Linked DNA regions of Sus scrofa: region 1 is linked to region 2. A link is a contact called in public HiChIP or PLAC-seq data. All regions are on one chromosome and are shown on one strand. The core of a region is the stretch at or near the end of the contact, and the rest is flanking DNA. Distances in the headings are between cores, read along the strand shown.

Evidence for each region. HiChIP or PLAC-seq counts read pairs in DNA pulled down with a chosen protein or histone mark.
Region 1: an H3K27ac HiChIP or PLAC-seq map of skeletal muscle shows a contact between it and region 2, with 6 times the contacts expected there. The contact joins two enhancer-like sites. A contact is called at or near these places in 1 of 47 Hi-C or Micro-C datasets (skeletal muscle) and 1 of 2 datasets of contacts at active chromatin or transcription factors (skeletal muscle).

What each region holds. Positions count from the first base shown.
Region 1 is chr9:106,305,063-106,308,967 of Sscrofa11.1, forward strand. No RefSeq gene overlaps it. Among named protein-coding and RNA genes, the nearest start is that of NAMPT, 150 kb to the left of the region's middle. Within about 2 kb of position 2,034, at least 8 of the 83 cell types and tissues checked have an H3K27ac peak or open chromatin away from gene starts, as enhancers often do. A contact at or near this core is called in skeletal muscle, where this site is marked.
Region 2 is chr9:106,104,374-106,108,356 of Sscrofa11.1, forward strand. The region is part of intron 1 of LOC110255500 (a long non-coding RNA gene); the gene reads left to right. Among named protein-coding and RNA genes, the nearest start is that of NAMPT, 55 kb to the right of the region's middle. Within about 2 kb of position 2,513, at least 8 of the 83 cell types and tissues checked have an H3K27ac peak or open chromatin away from gene starts, as enhancers often do. A contact at or near this core is called in skeletal muscle, where this site is marked.

The DNA.
Region 1 (3,905 bases), core at 784-3,283, 200 kb after region 2:
TGAATGGTATTATGGGTAAAGTTAACAGCACAAAGGAAGGAATGGATGAGTACGTGAGTACGGCTTGTTCAAAGAACGCCTGTGGGTGCTTATACCAGATGTCTGCGAGAGTAGTGAAGCCATGAGTAGTTAGGGAAAATACTTCTTACAGTAATATTGAAGCCATATAAGTATTCTGGTCACATTCTTTGTGTTGGAAGATGAAAGTGCTTCTGCCTAACTGGTTATATAACTTGGATTTTCATGAGTCTGCTGTTGCTTTCAGTAAGTGTGCTTTCCTCCCCTTTAGGCATTAGTTGGGATGGGTGTTGACAGCGCCTGATCTTGTTTGCAGGTGTGGGACCATGTGGTCCAGGTGTGTCTTGGATTATCTGCTGCTATTGTCACCAGTATTTTGCACCTGTATTTTGTGTATTTTGTGTATTTCACCTGTATTTTGTGTATTGGAAGAGCCTTTCCTAAGTCTCACCCAGTGGCCTACCTCAGAGTATCTGTCTAGGGGTATAGCTACCCTTCATTCTTTGCCTTGCCTTTCTTACCTGAACGCTCACAGCCTTGAGATCCCTAATAGTCATATAAGATGGCACATATTAACAACTTATAAAACTGAACAACAACAACAACAACAACAAATAACCCAATAGAAAAATGGGCGGAAGACCTAAATAGACATTTCTCCAAAGAAGACATACAGTTGGCCAGTAGACACATGAAAAGACGCTCAACATCACTAGTTATTAGAGCAATGCAAATCAAAATTACAGTGAGGTACCACTTCACACAGGTCAGAATGGCCATCATTAGAACGTCTACAAATAACGAATGCTGGAGAGGGTGTGGAGAAAAGGGAACCCTCCTCTGCTGTTGGTGGGAATGTAAATTGGTACAGCCAATATAGAAAAGAGTATGGAAGTTCCTCAGAAAACTAAATATAGAACTACCATATGATCCAGCAATCCCACTCTTGGGCATATATCCAGATAAAACTATAATTCAAAAAGATACATGCACCTATATGTTCATGGCAGCACTATTCACAATAGCCAAGACATGGAAACAACCTGAATGTCCATTGACAGATGAATGGATTCAGAAGATGTGGAATATACATATACACAATGGAATACTACTCAACCATAAAAAGAATGAAATAATGCCATTTGCAGCAACATGGATGTAACCAGAGATTCTCATACTAAGTGAAGTAAGTCAGAAAGAAAAGGACAAATACCATATGTTATTGATTATATGCGGAGTCTAAAATATGGCACAAATGGATCTATCTACAAGCAGAAACAGATTCACAGACATAGAGAACAGACTTGTGGTTGCCAAGGGGGAGGGGGGAGGGAGTGGGATGAATGGGGAGTTTGGGGTTAGTAGATGCAAACTATTACATTTAGAATGGATGGTTGGTGAGATCCTATTGTGTAGCACAGGGAACTATATCCAATTTCCTGGATGACCATGATAGAAAATAGTATTTTAAAAAAGAACGTGAAAAAAAAAAAACCTGTATTAATCACACACTGGTGGAACAGACACTGTGCCAGGCACATATCTCTCCTGGTTGACAGGTGATTCTATGTGCTCTAAGCTGTTCAAATGCCTTGCTCATCCTCCAATAATTTAGATTCGTCACTGCAGTCCCTCAGCCCTGGTTCTTTTCCTGAGGACTATGTGTACTTAAGGATCTTGCCACAGAAATATTAGACAAGGAAACAACTCATTCCCAGCTGTCCTGCCCTCAGCACAACTTAAGAAAGAATTAAGACAGTCCAGCTACTCAGCAACCCTCAGCAAGTGGCTCCCCTCATCTGCAAAATCCAGGTCAGAAGTGGATCACCACCTGCTCCTTCCTGGCTCCTTGAGATAAGTTTATTCCCTGGGTGTCCTGACATTTCAGGAACCTATGAAACTCACATTCACCACTGTTTATTTTTAGTGTCTCTGCTTTTATATTTAGAAGAGAGGCTCTGACAAGCCTCTAAGAGCAGCAGTCTTGCAATTTTTGCTGGAGCATGTGGTGGCCACGAGGAAGGAAAAGAAGTCATGCGTGTAATTCCCCAGTGATTTCCTGGAACTGGGACACTGCCCAAGCACATGTACCAAAAGGGACAGGAGAGGCGGTCAGGACTCACCTTCAGTTGCTCAGACCTGGCTGTTCACCCTGTCTCCTGGCAGGCACACACCGTCGCTTCACTTGTAGGGCTCCCGAGAGAAAGGCAAATCAAAATCCTGAGGACCAACAGAGTTCAAATTACTCCCAACCTGCGACTAGCCACATTTTCTTCTTTTCTGTTCAGTCACTATCAAGCATGTTCCTGTGAACTTAAGATTTTTTTTCAGTGTTACATGCATGTAGCATAAAATTCAAAAGGAAGACTCTGTAACATATTTCACAGACAAAGAGTTAATAGTTCTAATATTTTAAAAACTTCCTACACATTGAGGGGCAAAGGACCAAAAACCTGATAGAAAAATGAGCAAAAGACACAAATGATTCACAAAACATATGTATATACTCCTTTAAACATATTAATAGCTGTCCAAACTCTCATTACTGAGAGGTGTAACTTAAAATACTACGGTATATTCCACAAATGGTATACTATTTCTAACCTATCAAATTAATAAAAATTTAAAAAGCATGACCATAAAGTCTGTTGGGAAACAAGTTCTTATACATTAATGGTAGCAAGGTGGTACAACCTATGTGGAAGACAATTTGGTGCAATAGAAGACAATGTACACTTGTATTTGACCCACAAAGCCTACTTCTAGGAATTTACCCTGAGGATCCATTCCCAAGGACAGAAAAATACATCTGTACAAGTTCATTCATCTCAGTGTTATTTTTAATTACATAATGCTGAAACCAACCTAAATGCCCAACCATGGGAGATTAGTGGAACATATAAGATACATACACACGGTGGAATCCCATGCAGCTGTATAAATAAATGCAGGGGGTCTCAGTGAATTGATATGGAGAGAGTTCCCAGATATATTGTTAAGTGGAACAAGGTTAAGTGCAAGGGTGTCTATACTAGTATGCTACCTCTGATGTTGGAGAGAAGGAGACATGAGAATATATACACATATTTGTTTGCATAGGCAAAAATACACAGGAAGAATAAACCCAAAGCCAGGATCAGTTACCTAGAGAGAGTAGATGGGAACAGAGTAAATAAAATGCAGGAACAGAAGTACAGTGTATGGGCTGAGGGGGTGAGATGCCTCTGAGTATGCTTTTCTGTAAAGTTCCAACTTTCAGAATCATAATAATGCTCCACATGCAAAAAAAAAATCAGTAATTAAGATAAAAATGAAAATCTAATCAAATGGCGTGAGGGAACCCCAAATAAAATATGAATAGCAACAAGGGAAAAACTAACTCTCTTACAAATGAATAACATAATTTCCTATAATGTGGTTATTTAAGGAAGATACAAGAATTCTTTGATTTTATTTTTGCAATTTTTTTCTAAGTTTGACATTTTTTTTCAAAATAAAAATTAAAAAGTAAAAAATGAAGGGGTGGGGAAAAAAAGGAACTAACTTAACTCTGGGAAACAGTACTTTGGCTATATTTTGCAAGGCTAAAATATATAAGAATTTTGCACAGATATTGCATATTCTAGTTCATAATTTTGCTTTTCCCTGAGTTTGTAAGTACAGATTAGCAATTCTGAAGCTGCTATGAGTATCCTAGGATTGAGCAAACAAGTCAAATAGTATGAATAATGAAAGCCAAGTTTCTTAGTTTAGTAGAAAGAGTGTGACTAAGAATAAGCAGAAGAGTAAAAGAAACTGTTCTGTGGGATTAGAATTGGGGATATGAGCAATATGAGCTCTCTAAATCCATGTAGATCTCATAAATATAAATATGAATATCTGCAGGT
Region 2 (3,983 bases), core at 1,263-3,762:
TTTCTTTAAGTGTTTGTCAGAATTCATCAGTGAAGCCATCTAGTCCTGGACTTTTTTTGTTGGGATATTTTTGATCATCATTTCCAATATCTTCCTAGTAATATTTGATTCATATTTTCTATCCTTTGCTGATTCAGTCTTGATATGTTGTGTGTTTTTAGCAATTTATCCATTTCTTCTAGGTTGTCCAATTTGTTGGCATGTAATTGTTCATAGTAGTCTCACTATCCTTTGTATGTCTATGGTTATCAGTTATAGTGTCTCCTTTTTCATTTTTGGATTTTATATCAATCCTCTCTTTTCTTGATGAGTTTGGCTAAAAGTGTGTCTCTTTCACTTAGCTTTTCAAAAAACTAGCTTGGTTTCATTGACCCCTTCTATTGTGTGTGTTGTGTGTCTGTTTGGTCTCTCATTCACTCACTTCTGCTCTGATCTTTGTTGTTCCTTCCTTCTACTAACTTTGAGCATAGTTTATGATTCTTTTCTAATTCATTAAAGTTTAAAGTTAGGTTGTTCATTTGAAAATTTTCTTGTTTCTTAATATAGGCATTTATCACTAAGAACTTCCTTAGAACTGCTTTTTCTGCATCCTATAAGTACTGATCAGTTGTTACTTCAATTTTCATTTGTCTCACAATATTTTTTATTTTGCTTTTGATTTCTTTGAACCATTGGTTCAGTAGCATACTGTTTAATCTCTACATATTTATGAATTTGCTGGTTTTCTTCTTGTAACTGATTTCTAGTTTCATACCTCTGTGGTCACAAAAGATGCTTGACATGATTTCAGTCTTCTTAAATTTATTAAGACTTGTTTTATGGTTTAGCGTGTGATCTGTCCTGGAGCATGTTCCATGTGTGCTTTGAATAGACTTTTAAGAATTATAGGACAATTGAGGAAATTTGCACATTGATTAGATATTTGATGATATTAAACTCTTATTTTTAGGTGTAATGAAATATATTGTAAACAGTGAAATTTGGGTTTCATTTAGAATGGGGTGAAAATTAATTCTTTCTCGCTTATGATATTTTATCATAGGAATCAGCTCACTGATAGTGCTAAAATTTTGTTTGGAATAGATGCTATTTAAATAAATGCTATGAGAAATTTGCTCGTAGATAGATGGGTTATTTAAATATCAAAAACTTTTGAAAAAGTGCTAGCCCTTAACACAGACATACACATCTTCAGATCTGTGATAATTTATGAAAACAAAAAGGAATCATTTGCTGTACTATAGAATGCTGTTATCTATCTCATATTAATCTGAAAAACAGATGAAGACTGTGAAACTAGTTCCTTTTAGTCTACTTAAATCAAGACGAAAGTACTGGTTCAAATGACTTGACTGATTTGTTCTTTTGGGCTGGAACTTCTTTGGGCAGATGTGTAAATTCATAAAATAGAACTGAAAAACAGTTTTTTTTTTCTTAAAGTGCTAATTATCATTCCTAATATGGGTCTCTTAGAAATTATCAGGTATGGTTTCTTTCCCTCTCTTTGAATATTCTGCATATTCACGTAGCTACTCCATATATCTCTATATATCTACACTCTGTATATTCTTAAACCAGTGGATATGGAAAAAAATTTTGAAGTGAGGTTGGATCAGGATATGTGCTGAATTGGCACCTGGGCAGTGAGATGGCTTTTAGTATTCCACTCTGAAGAAGGACACACCCCAACCAAAGGAATTTGCCTTAGTAGGATCACCCCCCTTTACCAGGGTGTGAGTTCAGGGTGCTTCTCCAAGTCCCAGGGTACCATGTACTCTGGAAGACCTTTGAGGAAAGCTTGAGGAGGTCATGGAGGAGAGCCCACCTCTGGTTCTTTTCAGGGTTTTGCTCTTAAGAGTCGGTTGGTTGTAGATTTGTTAGGTTGCCTTCACCTTCTTCTTATATTCTTTGCTCTCTTTTCTCCCACAGCCTGAGCTGGCTGAGGTGGCAATCTGGATTGCTGGTGGACAGTTGGGATTGTCTGCCCTTTCCTTCCCCATTTGGAAAGCTCTGCACTTAAGATTTCTTAATTTCATCCCTTGTCCCAAAGCTGCAGGCAGTCAGCTGCCTGAGAAGTTGTTTTGTTAAGGTTGATACAGCCCTTCCAGTTCCTACCAGCTCCTTGGTGAACAGCATAGGTCAGCGTCAGAAGGAACTAAAAATAGCTGGAAATGCTCAAGCTAGTCATTCTCAAGTAGCTGGGTCAGATGAGGTACCAGAAAAAAAGAATCGTGGAATCTGACATATGGCTCTAAGAACTGCAGGTGCCTATTTATGGAAAGCAGGTGTATGATTTTGGCAGCAGAGAAGAGCAATAAACATACACACATTCACACGCACCCATACTGCACACAAATTGCACATGTGATAATCAAGCACTGTAGAGCCTCATAGAAAAATACAGTGCCGATTGTGTATCTAGATGTTGGTAGATAGTGGCTCTTAGAGGGGCCTTCCTGGGGGAAGTGATAGAAGGCCAGATCTGGAGTGAGATGCTGCATGTGGACAGACACAGGGATACGGCAAGGAAGGAAAGACTTCATTCTGGCTGATGCAGTGCTGTCAGGAAGACGAGCATGGTGGCTTATAGAGTCACACAGCTCTGGCTGGAAATCTCACTTGGTTCCTTACCAGCTTGTTACTTTCTATTTGTTTTCATCAGTTGTCTCATTTCTAAAGTGGGAATGATGACTACCAGAGAGAACTGGTGAGGGGATTAAGGAAAGCCAGTCATGCAAAGTACCTAGCATGCCTCGCACAGAGTTGGCAAGCATAATTGTTCATTTCTTTATCACACAGGACATGGCACAGGGTAAAAGCTTTTTACTTGCTGCATTCCTGAAACTCATTATAATTGGCAGCCCTAGGTTTGCTCAGGAGGCCACTGGACATGGGGCTTCTTGGAGAACTTTGATCTTGTGAATAAAAGGTCTGGGGTAGGTGGGTGACACTGAGCTGGGTCAGTTTAGGCTAGTGTTTTTCAACTGAAGGTCATGACCATTTAGTGGCTCAAGACATCAATTTCGTGGGCTACAACCAGCATTTAAAAAAAACCCCAGTAGAGTAGAATAAAACCAAACAGAACAGATGTGTCAGTGTTAAAGGGCACTGCACCAAGTAAGGGTCCCAGTGACATGTATATTTTTGTGACTGGGGTACAGTGTGACTGGGTTGCAGTATGAAATGTGTTTCTTACTGAAGACTGTGGTCAAAAAGTGAAAACAAACAAGCAAAAATTATGGTCAGGAGGATGAGATGTTGTATATTTAGGGAGTTCTGACTGTCCTGGGAGTTCATGCTTCTGACCAGTGAATTCCTGAGGAGATCTTTATACTCTTTATAGTAGTTTGGGGTTCTTTGGGGGAAATTATCTAATTTGACTTTTTTTTTTTTTTTTTGGCCAAAGCAGATGGAAATTCTAATCTGGAATTTCCCACAAGATGCAGATGCATGAAGGCTGCTTGAATGGTTGACCCTTTTTTGCCTTAAAAAGCAGCAGTATTTGGCTCCAGGCAATGAGGACCTGGGGGCACGGAGTAGGAGAGGCAGGTGGAGGATGAGACATAGCTGGGGTGTGATGGGAGGTAGAGGTGAGAGTTGTAGGCTTTTGAAGTACCAGTCTCCCAGCAGTATTTGTTGGATTTTCTTTTGGACCAAGGTCCCAGCTTAGGTCTTGAGGATGTGTGGCTAAAAGGTTAGGCATTGTTCCTGCTGTCCCATTGCATGGTTTCTAGTGAAGAAACAGATAAGGACCTGCCAAAGGAATAGTTTTGGGTTTTTTCCCTTTTTTTGGCCATAGCCATAGCATATGGAAGTTCCTAGGCCAGGGATGGACTCTGAGCTGCAGCTTCGACCTACATCACTGCTGCACTAACCCCAGATCCTTAACCCACTGTGCAAGGCCAGGGATTGAACCTGTGCTGCCTAAGAAACAACACTGGATCCTTAATCCACTGCATCATAGTGGGAACTCTCAAATAATT